3 separate regions of the Sus scrofa genome follow, and regions 1 and 3 are each linked to region 2. The links are chromatin contacts, called in public HiChIP or PLAC-seq maps. All regions are on one chromosome and are shown on one strand. Each heading gives the region's core, a stretch centred on a gene start, on an enhancer-like site or on the middle of the called end of the contact. The rest is flanking DNA. Distances are from core to core; before and after follow the strand shown. Region 1 overlaps UCHL3 (ubiquitin C-terminal hydrolase L3). Region 2 overlaps TBC1D4 (TBC1 domain family member 4). Region 3 overlaps COMMD6 (COMM domain containing 6).

Region 1 (3,945 bases), core at 849-3,348, 190 kb before region 2:
AAACGCTTTTAAAGAGTATCATGTATCAGAAACTATGCTAGGAGCTTTAACACACTTCACCTTTACTGCAACTGGCAAGGGAGGTTTTATTACATCCTTTCACCAGTGAGGAAACTGAGCCTGGGAGGTTCTGTGACTTTTCAAGGTCAGGTCGCTAGAACCCACATGCAAAGCTCAGGCTGCTCTGGGACCTGTTTACTTGCCTCCCGCTGCTTGAGGTATCGTTTTGTACCTTGCTCACTAACTTGAGCCACAGAGTTCTCAAAATATCAGCGACCATCTCTTTCCATCGGGTTTCTGCACGCAAACTGGACTTCTATCTCAAAAACAGTTAGCCTCTCCCTCTTGTTTTTAATGAATTCCTCCTCATTCTTTAGGTGACAGTCGGTTAACAAAAAAAAATCTAACATCTGATTAATTTTAAAAATGGAAAAATAAAATCTACCTTCCTTTCAAATTTGTTCTAAAGCCACTTGCTCTGGTCTTTAATATCCTCCTCAGGACAGCAAGTCTCTGCCTTGTTACTACTTTACTAACGATTTGGGTTATTACAGCAATCATAATTACCTAGTAATTGTCTGATATTATACTAGTAGTAATAACTGCTAGATGCAGAACTAGGAGAATAACTGACAGTTAAATGAGAAAACAATGGCTCCTAAAGTAGGGAAACTAGTAAAATGAATTTTATTTATTTATTTTCTTTTTAGGGCCGAACCCAAGGCATATGGAGGTTCCCAGGCTAGGGGTCAAATCGGAGCTGCAGCTCCCGGCCTACACCACAGTCACAGCAACGCTGGATCCGAGCCAGTCTGTGAGCTACACCACAGCTCATAGCAACACCGGATCCTTAACCCACCAAGCCTGGTGCTGGGGAATCAAACCCACATCTTCACTGACACAATGCTGGGTTCTTAACCCAGTGAACCGCAATGGGAACTCTGCAAAATCAATTTTAATAGATATTTAGCAAACAAACAAAAATGAAAGTATGTAAGTACAGAATGGCAAAATACTGAAAACATTTGACGTAGCTACCAAGAAAAAGAGTTTACTTAATAATATGGACTGACTACACAATTGTCAACATGAGTGATGCCATGCCGATCTGCTTTAAAAGCTGTGTTACTCAGGATAATGTAGTAATGCACTATTTCAACATAGATTATTCAGAGTGGAATATGATATCAGCTCTGGGAGGCCTATTTTATGAAGGATGATGGCAAACAGAAGCTGGCTCAAAGAAAGGTGACCAGGAGTAATAAGGTTTTGGAAGACATCACCGCTGGAGAATCTGGGCAAGTTCCGAGAAGACTTAAATTGTTATAATCCTTTTCCATAGATATTTTTAGTAATATCATGAAAGAGCAATTAGATTTACTCTGTGTGGTTTCAATGGGAAGATACAGACAACTGAAGGAAGTTCCAGAAAAGCAGACTATGTTTCCATAAAAAGAAATATAAATATAATTACTCTATATTATTACATATTTTTCTAATTATAATTAAAAAATCCTAAACCACTTTATGAAATAGAAGACTTCTCACTGAAATATTCAAGCAAAAGATCCATGACCACATTAAAGATAATTTTAAGAAAGATTTTCTGGAGCATGATGCAGCTATATAAAATTTATTCAGGAGTTCCCTGGTGGCACACTAGGTTAAGGGTCCAGCATTTTCACTAAGGTGGCGTGGGTTCACTGCATGGCCTGGGAACTTCTGTGTGCCACAGCCGCAGCCAAAAAAAAAAAAAAAATTCCTTCTTCTACTCAATAACATTTGTTGGGAGCCCCCATGAAGCAGGCACCATTCTCAGTACTTCAGACATGTCCTAGCTCTCAGAGAGCTTACATTCTAGTGGTAGGAAACACCCAATAAACAAGTCAACACATAAACAAGATAACTTCACAAGATGGTTCAGTATTATAGAGAAAATAAGACAAGACATGATGTCGGTGTGGATTCAGGATGGGTGATTGGGGGAGGAAGGGACAGCAGTTTCGTAACCATGGAAAGACTCACTGAGGAGGTAACTTCAAGTTAAGCATGAGTGACAAGAAAAAACCAGCCATGAAACAACCCAGATCAGAATGACTCAAGCGAAGGATGGGCTGGTGCAAAGATTGCAGCCCAGCATATGTGCAAGAGAGATACACAGTACCTCCCCATTAGGCCACAGTAAGCCGCCTGAATTGTATGTTAAGAACAAGCAGCAGACCATCATTTTGTGTTTGGAGAGTTTTAAGCAAGAAACCCAAGATGTGCCTTGCATTTTTATAAAACTGCCTTGGACGTATTTTGAGAATAGATTTTAGGGAGGTAAAGAAAAAAGCAGAAAAACTAGGTAGAAATCTATTGCAGCTGCCCAAACTAAGGATGATGGCGGCGTGGGATGCAGAGGTAGAAATGAAGAGAGCGGCCAGATTTGGGACAGATTCTGAAAGAAGGGTCTACCAGAGTCGCAGATCTACTGGATCTGAGAGATTAGGGAAAGAGAGGAACATCAAAAACAGCTAACTTCACACAGTTAGTGCTTTGTTCTACATACTGTTCTGCCTATTTTACATGTAATAATTTATTTAATCCTTATGATAATTTTACAAGATTAGGAGAGGTTATGAGAAACTAAGAAATGGAGGTACAATGAGGTTAGGTACCTGCCCAAGGTTTCAGAGCAGAGATTCAAACCCAAGAAATGAAATCAGTATAAGGATGGCCTCTCCAAATCAGCATATTTTTGAAGAGGAATCAATGACGCCAACTTGGGCACTGGATACATGGTGGTACCCTTAAAAGACTGGGGAAGTGGATTTGGAGGAGATGAGAGGATGTAAATCCAGATTTCTTTTTCAGCCAAGTTAAATTTGAGGTATCTAAAAAACAGCCAAAAGGAGATATCAAAGAGGTAGCTGAATATATGAGTTTCCAATTTCGTAGAGAAGTCAGGACTTGAAGAAACACAGAATCATATATGTGACAACTGACAGTGTTAATGCTATACAACAGAAAACATCAGTAGGGAGAGAACATACATAGAAAAGATTAGCAGTCTAGGGCAAAACTCTGAGGAATTCCTTAAAAATTGGAAGAAATTGGCAAAACTCCAGTCAGAGAGATAGGAGGAAAATCAGAATCATCGCAGAAGCCCAGAAATGATAATGTGTTCAGAGGGATGGAGTGGACTACTCTACCAAATGCTGCCAAGAGGTCAAGAAATATGGGACAGAAAAGTGAATGCTGCATCTGCCAAAGTGGTGATTAAACTTGACAAAAGTAGTTATTATGAAATGGTAAGGACAGAAGCAAACTAGATAGGACAGAATACAGAAGAAAAAAAAAAAAAAAACCTGCAGATAAGAAAGCAACAAGAGGAGTTCCTATTGAAGTGCAGTGGAAACCAATCCAACTAAGATCCATGAGGATGTGGATTTGATTCCTGGCCTCGCTCACTTGGTTAGGGATCGGGCATTGCTGTGAGCTGCAGTGTAGGTTGCAGACGCAGCTTGGATCCCATGTTGCTGTGGCTGTGGTGTAGACCAGCTGCTATAGCTTCAATTCAACCCCTAGCCTGGGAACCTCCATATGTCGCAGGTACAGCCTTAAAAAGCAAAAAAACAAACAAACAAAAAAAAAAACAGGAAGAAAAGAAGGGAGGATGAATGGAAGGAAGGAAGGAAGAAAGGAAGGGAGGAGGGAGAGAGGAGCAAGAGCATCTACGGACAATTCTTTGTGGAAAATTGACAAAGCGGGGAAACAGAGAGGAGATAGGAACCAGAGGAGGACAGGCTGAGGCGGGTGTTTTTCCCAAGCTGAGAAACACAAACTGACAGATGTTTCTCTATAGCAAGAGTCCATCGGATGACTTCTAATTCTTTTCCCAACACTTGAGCAGCTAAGCTAAATTCAACAGTTATGGTAAAATAAATTTCTTTTCCTTTGGAC
Region 2 (3,957 bases), core at 205-2,704:
CAGATCACCTCCATCATTGTACACTTCCTGTGGTCTCTTTTAGCCAGGTCACACAAAGAAGAGAAGAGGAGGGGATGTCTTTTATATAGAGGAACAAAGAAGAATGTCTTTCAACAGCCAGTATCCGCTGTGAATAAAGGTCTTTTCTGATCAGAAACTTTCCTAGGTATGGAGTTCCCGTTGTGGCTCAGTGGTTAACAAATGCGACTCGCATCCATGAGGGTGTGGGTTCAATCCCTGGCCCCGCTCAGTGGGTTAAGGATCTGGCGTTGCTGTGAGCTATGGTGTAGGTTGCAGACGCAGCTCGGATCCCGCGTTGCTGTGGCTCTGGTGTAGGCCGGTGGCTAGGGCTCCGATTCGACCCCTAGCCTGGGAATCTCCATATGCCGCGGAAGCGGCCCAAGAAATAGCAAAAAAAGACCAAAAAAAAAAAAAAAAAAGAGAGAAAAAAAAAGAAAAGAAACTTCTAGGTAATATTCACCATACTCCCAAATGGAAAGAAGGAATGAGCGCCGAGGGGCAAGTGTTGACGCAGAATTTCATTGTGTTGGTTTTTCACGTCGTTGGGGGCAACACTGCATTATGACTCACGTTGTTTTCAGGAGTTTACCTCCCTGAACCCTGCGGGGGCGGTTGGAGGTGGAGCAGTCAGTGTGCAGGGACAGGCTTTTCCTTCACCTGCGGAAAGAGCAAGTCATGTCAGAGAGCGGTCATCTGGTTACCTGTGATTGCCCTTCCTTCCAGAAGAATTTTGGAGAGAGGCATATGTATGTTTTCCATGTGATCCTTGGGTAGCAGGTGGTTAGGACTTTAATTTGAAAAATGGAGACATTCTCCCCTTTAGGGGTTAATTATAGTGTTTACAAGTAACCGATGATAAAAGTTCAAGAATGTCCTATTCTGGAATTCCTGTTGTGGCTCAGCAGTAATGAACCTGACTGATAGCCATGGGGATGCATGCGGGTTCGATCCCTGGCCTCGCTCAGTGGGTTAAGGATCCGGTGTTGCCGGGAGCTGTGGTATAGGTCACAGATGTGACTCAGATCCTGTGTTGTTGTAGCTGTGGTGTAGGTTGGCAGCTGTAGCTCTAATTCGACCCCTAGCCTGGGAACTGCCATGTGGCGCAGGTGCAGCCCTAAAAAGACACACACACACACACACACACACACACACACACACACACACACACACACACGGACGTCCTATTCTGTTCATTTGCAAGATGCTCACTCACTGCTATTGTGGTGATATAAATATCTGAAGTAATACAGAACCAAAATAGGTTTCTGAGAAACCCGTGTTATTTGTTGCTTTTTGATAACATTATAGCTTTATCACCTGATCTCAGCTCGAGCTTGTCACATCCAGGTCCCTCTGGGCTTAGCCTCCTGTCCCTTGCCTCTTTTCCCGAGGCCTATTCCATTTCACAACCAAGCATTGCTCAAAAAGTTCTCAAGAGTTCAGACATTTCATAAAACTACTTGTCAAACGTCCAGTTTTAGCATTTTGTCTACATGACTCTAGTTCCGACTGTCATGATAAAGGATTACGTCCTGCTTGAAAATACCTAACAGATTAGATGTTATTAAGGCTGATATTGATATACTCTTGTTTTTTCAGTCTATTTTATTAACCTACTTAATTGCCAAATTTGTCTAATCAGTTAAAATTCCAGTTAATTTACTTTCCAGTGATTAATGCTGTAAGGCTAACATGGAAGCAGTGGTAATGCCATTTTATAAACAGTGGCATTTCTTTAGTATAAAAAAAACCTTGGATTTTTAGTTTGGGGGGGGTAGGAGGATGCGCTGGGGTTGTGGGATGGAAATCCTATAAAATTGGATTGTGATGATCATTGTACAACTATAAATGTAACAAATTCATTGAGTAATAAAAAATAAAATAAAATAAAAATGCAAAAAAACCACCTTTATTTTTGGCTTTTTGCTTGGGTAAACTAGTTCATGTGGGAAAGCGCCCTCTAGCGTTTGTTAGAGTAAGTACAAATGGTATTGAACTGCATACTTTTTTAAAAAAGATGTTATTTCTTTAGGGCATTTTAAGGCCCACAAATAAAATGGAGCGGAAGGTACAGAGAACTTCCATCCACCCCCTGCCTCCCCACATACCAGCATCACTCTCCAGAAGTGTCCATTTGTTTCCAAAGGATGACCCTACGCTGATAACGTCTTAATCACCCAAAGTTCCTAGTTTACCTTAGGGTTCACTCTTGGTGTTGGGCATTTGGGATTTGGACACGTTTATAACGACATATATCCATCATTATAATATCATACGGAGTATTTTCACTGTCCTAAAATTCTCTGTGCTTTTGCCTCCCCCTTCCCCCATCCCTGCCACCACTGACCTTTTTATTGTCTCCGTAGTTTTGCCTTTTTCGGAATGGCATACAATTGGAGTCATACAACATGGTAGCCTTTTCAGATTGGCTTCTTTCACTGAATAATACACATTTAAGTTTCCTCCATCTTTTCATGGCTTGAGAGCTTGTTTCTTCTTTGGCACTGCTTAGTATTCCGTTGCCTGGAGGTCTGACAGCGTATTCCTTCACCTGCTCAAGGATGTCTTGGTTGCTTCTAAGTTTTGGTAGTCGTGAATGCAGCTGCTTAAGATGTCCATGTGCCAGTTGTTAAGTGGGTGTAAGTTTTCAGCTCCTTTGGATAAATACCATGGAGCAAGATTTCTGGATCATGTAGTAAGAGTATGTTTAGTTTTGTAAAAACAACAACAAAAACGAGTGTGTTTTGTTTTGTAAGAAATCACCCGTTTTCCAAAGTGACTCAACCATTTTGCATTCCCACCAGGAATGTATGAGAGTTCCTATTGCTCCACATCCTTGTCACCATTTGGTGCTGTCGATGTTCCAGATTTTGGCCACTAATAGGTACGCAGTGGAATCTCATTTCATTTGCATTTCCCTGATGACAGAAGGTGTGGAGCTTCTTTTCATAATGCTTGCTTGACATCTGAGTATCTTCTTCTGGGAGGTGTCTTAAAGTCTTTGGCCCATGTTTTAATCATATGGATTTTTTATTGTTGAGTTTTAAGAGTCCTTTGTATATTTTGGATAACAAGACTTTATCAGATGTGTCTTTGGCAAACGTTTTCTCCCAGTCTGTGGTCTGTCGTCTAATTCTCTTGAGATTGTCTTTTGTAGAGTAGAAGTTTTGAACTTGAATGAAGTCCAGATTATCAGTTATTTCTTTCATCGATCATGTCTTTGGTGTTGTATCTAAACAGGCATCACCATCCCCACCATCATCTGGGTTTTCTAGATTTGGGGTGAATTCTTTTTAAAGGTTGTTAAATCTATGTCTAGATTTTTTTTTTTTTTTTTTTTACATGCAGAGGTCCAGTTGTTCCAGAACCATTTGTTGTAAAGACAAATCTTTGCTGCATTGTATTATCTTTATCCCTTTGTCAAAGATCAGTTGACATTATTTATGTGGGTCTGTGTCTTGGCTGTCTGTTCTGTTTAATTAATCTATTTATCTGTTCTTTCACCAGTAACACATTGTGTTGATTTATGTAGCTTTGAAATAAGTCTTGAAGTCTGGTAGCATCTATCCTCCAACTTTGTTCTTTTCCTTCAGTACTGTGTTGGCTATTCTGGATTGCTTGCCTCTCCATATAAACTTAGAATGTTTGTCAATATCTGTAGAAGAACCTAGTGGGTTTTGAGTGAAACTGCACTGAATTTATAGAGCAAGTTGACATCCAGACAAATACAAAATCTTTCTACTCATGAACATGGAATATATCTTCACTTATTTAGTTTGTCTTGATCATGTACCTCAGGGTTTTATAGTTTTCCTCATATAGATCTTGTATATATTTTAGATTTATACATAAGCTTTTAACTTTTTGGGGTACTAGCGTAAATGGTGTTGGGTTTTTAATTTCAAAACCCACTTGTTCATTGTTAGCATATAGGAA
Region 3 (3,469 bases), core at 107-2,606, 170 kb before region 2:
TTTGAGAGGAGGTTTGAATATTACATAGATGTTGGAGAGCAATATTCCAAGAGGAATGAGCAGCACGAGCAAAGGTGTAAAAACTAAAAGACAGTTTAAAGGGATGGGTCCAGCCTGAGCACGAGTGGGAAAGCTCTTTGGGACTCTGTTGTGCGATGCCTTCAGTGCTAAGGGAAGGGTTGGTAACTAGTTCCTCAGGCAGTAGACATGACCGGTTTTTGACCTGTGATATTAGATTTGGTCAATTTATATGTAGTGTTTAGAGTCTAGCCTCTGGATTGGAGCTGAAAAAGGCCATAGGCAAGAAACTGATTAGGAGGCTGCTGTAAAATTGAAGGCAAGGTTTTTTAAGGTTTTGAGTAGGTTAGTGACAGGGAGATTGAGAAGAAATGAGTAAGTGTCAGTGGCATTGGCTGAAATAAAATCTTGAGCACCTAGCAGTTCATATATGTTTTGAATAAGGGAGAAAGAAATCCAAGCTGACAGAATTTTCAGACCCGAGTCACTTGGAACATGGGGGTCATTAGTAGACCTGAACTTTGGATAAAAAACGTTTTGAGGGAAAATTGATACTTGTTTCATGCTGCAGGGCAGTTGTCCTGTGTACTTTCTAGTAGTGAATGTGTTTAGTGGGAAAGGCTTTCTTTTCTGTATTATTTTTACTGGAGACCTTAACACTAACCAAATAAGAATTTTTAAATCGGTTTTTAGGGCCACACTTGCGGCATATGGAAGGTCCCAGGCTAGGGGTCATATCAGAGCTGTAGCTGCCGGCCATGGCCACAGCCACAGTCACAGCAACAACAGATCCGTGCCGTGTCTGCAACCTACACACAGTTTACGGCAATGCTAGATCTTTAACCCACTGACTGAGGCCAGGGATTGAGCACACATCCTTATGGATATGAGTCAGGTTTGTTTCTGCCACACAGCTGGAACTCCCAGAACAATTTTTATTATTTGTATTTGCTAAAATTTCAGTGATCTAATATGGTTCAGCTTATACAGTTTTGAGAATTCATTTTTGATAAATCATATGCCATAGTAAGTTTATTAACAAAGCTGTTTTCGGCTCGTTGTGTTTGCTCTGCTTTAGTTATCTGTTGCCTTGTAACAAAGTACCCCAAACTTAGTGATTTAAAACAATTGTTTAATTATCTCTTATGAGTCTCTGGGTTAACTGGGCTTAGCTGGATGGTGGTTTCTGCTCCTTGTCACGTCAGCTGGGGGCTTGAGACATCGAGGAGCCTTGTTGGGCTGGAAGTGAAGAGGGCTCACTCACATGCTAGTGATGCCCTGGGCCACGTGAGCTGGTGATTGGAGCACCTTGGTTCTCCTTGACACAGCCGCTCCCATGATGGTGGCTGGGTTCCAAGAGGGAGTGTCCAAGAGCCAGCATCTCATGAAGAAGGAAGCACATGCTTCCACTTCTCTTAAGGAAGGCCTGGAATCAAAGATTCTAGAATACCTCTTCTGCCATAGTCTACTGGTCAAATAACAGGGACAGTTCAGATTCTTGCTCTACTGCTTTTTTTTTTTTTTTAGAAATTAATTTTTTTTTTTTTTTTTTTTTTTTTTGGTCTTTTTGGCATTTCTTGGGCCGCTCCCGCGGCATATGGAGGTTCCCAGGCTAGGGGTCGAATCGGAGCTGTAGCCGCCAATCTACGCCAGAGCCACAGCAACGCGGGATCCGAGCCGCGTCTGCGACCTACACCACAGCTCACAGCAACACCGGATCCTTAACCCACTGAGCAGGGGCAGGGACCGAACCCGCAACCTCATGGTTCCTAGTCGGATTCGTTAACCACTGTGCCACGACGGGAACTCCTTTTTTTTTTTTTTTTTTTTTTTTTTAAAGGGACGCAGGCATATGGAAGTTCCCAGGCTAGGGGTCGAATCAAAGCTGCAACTACCAGCCCACACCACAGCCACAGCAAAGCGGGATCTGGGCCTCATCTGTAACCTACACCACAGCTCATGGCAACAGTGGATTCTTAACCTGCTGAGCCACAACAGGAACTCTCATGACCTACTTCTTGATGTGAGAAGGGAGGTGTCCATACAGAAAGAGGTGGAAGTACTTGTTGGAGGCTATCTTTGGAGACAGGTTACCACATACTCCAGAAGGTATTAGCTCAACAAATACTTATTTGAACATTGACTTACTAGAACATCAGATAATGTTCTAATAGATTTAGGAGTAACTAAAATCCTCTGCTGTCTTAGAATTTGCATTTCCTTGGCGACACAGGTAATGAGTAAGTAAATCTGATAATTTTAGAAACTGATAAGTAAAGTTCTCCTTGTGGTTCAGTGGAAACGAACCCGACTAGGATCCATGAGGTTTGATCCCTGGCCTCGATCAGTGGGTTAAGGATCCAGCGTTGCTGTGAGCTGTGGTATAGGTTGCAGACACAGCTCGGATCTGGTGCTGCTGTGGCTGTGTTGTAGGCCAGCAGCTATAGTTCTCTTTCTACCCCTAGCCTGGGAACTTGCATATGCCACAGGTGTGGCTCTAAACAGCAAAAACAAACAAACAAAAAACCTGATAAATGCAGTAAAGAAAATCAAGGCATGAATGAAGTTGCCATTAAACAAGATGAAGGCTAATGACTTAGCAAACTTTGTCCACGTATGCTAGAGCTAATATGAATTCTCAAGTAAAAATTTGCTAATAACTCATGCCATGATAAGTTCCTGCATATATAAAGTACTTAGCATAGAGTATAGCACAGCACTGTCCAATAGTGTTGGAATGTTCTGGGTTGACACTACCCAGTATGGTAGCCCCAGCCACATGTGGGGCTCTTTATATGTGGCCAGTGCAATTGAGGAACTGAATCTTTTATTTATTAAATTAAATCATTTACTTTTTGGCCATGCCCATAGCATATGGAAGTTCCTCGGCCAGGGACCAAACCCACGCCACAGCAGTAATCAGAGCCACAGCAGTGTCAATGCCAGGTCCTTAACCTGCTAAGCCACCAGGGAACTCTGAATTTTATTTTAAATTGATTTAAATAGTCACAACTGGCTAGTGGCTACTGTATTGGACAGTTCAGCTCTTGCATGTAGAAGATGCTAAACCTTGCCCCTTCTTAGACCTGTCTACTTTTCTTCACCTAGTAGAACTCAGTTGAATTCTAAATGGTAATTGTGTTGCAGCTAGGTGTAATGAAAAAGTCAAGGAATATAGAATCAGACAAATTTGGATTTGAAGACCAGCTCTATTAGTTTTGTATCCTGGGATGAATTGTTTAATCAGTCTTTTCCTTGTAATGCTTTTGAGAGAGGTTGATGTATACAGATCACTTGACATTCTTTCCATTTGAAAACTTTAAAAAAGGAGAGAACTTAAAAATGGGTATTTTGTGACTCACTATAAAATTTACATACAAAGGCTAGAAATGGGAACACAGGAATGTGAACAAAGGTTTTAGGTTAGTGGTGTTGCGCATGGTTATTTTTA

Evidence for each region. HiChIP or PLAC-seq counts read pairs in DNA pulled down with a chosen protein or histone mark.
Region 1: an H3K27ac HiChIP or PLAC-seq map of alveolar macrophages shows a contact between it and region 2. The contact joins two enhancer-like sites. A contact is called at or near these places in 2 of 47 Hi-C or Micro-C datasets (embryonic fibroblasts and fetal heart ventricle) and 2 of 2 datasets of contacts at active chromatin or transcription factors (alveolar macrophages and skeletal muscle).
Region 3: an H3K27ac HiChIP or PLAC-seq map of alveolar macrophages shows a contact between it and region 2. The contact joins two enhancer-like sites. A contact is called at or near these places in 3 of 47 Hi-C or Micro-C datasets (embryonic fibroblasts, fetal heart ventricle and heart right ventricle) and 2 of 2 datasets of contacts at active chromatin or transcription factors (alveolar macrophages and skeletal muscle).

The regions. Positions count from the first base shown.
Region 1 is chr11:47,834,769-47,838,713 of Sscrofa11.1, reverse strand. The region is part of intron 2 of UCHL3 (ubiquitin C-terminal hydrolase L3); the gene reads right to left. Among named protein-coding and RNA genes, the nearest start is that of UCHL3, 7.6 kb to the right of the region's middle. Within about 2 kb of position 2,098, at least 3 of the 83 cell types and tissues checked have an H3K27ac peak or open chromatin away from gene starts, as enhancers often do. A contact at or near this core is called in alveolar macrophages, where this site is marked.
Region 2 is chr11:47,641,573-47,645,529 of Sscrofa11.1, reverse strand. The region is part of intron 1 of TBC1D4 (TBC1 domain family member 4); the gene reads left to right. Among named protein-coding and RNA genes, the nearest start is that of TBC1D4, 120 kb to the left of the region's middle. Within about 2 kb of position 1,454, at least 4 of the 83 cell types and tissues checked have an H3K27ac peak or open chromatin away from gene starts, as enhancers often do. A contact at or near this core is called in alveolar macrophages, where this site is marked.
Region 3 is chr11:47,809,393-47,812,861 of Sscrofa11.1, reverse strand. All of the region lies in intron 2 of COMMD6 (COMM domain containing 6), which reads left to right. Among named protein-coding and RNA genes, the nearest start is that of COMMD6, 7.4 kb to the left of the region's middle. Within about 2 kb of position 1,356, at least 3 of the 83 cell types and tissues checked have an H3K27ac peak or open chromatin away from gene starts, as enhancers often do. A contact at or near this core is called in alveolar macrophages, where this site is marked.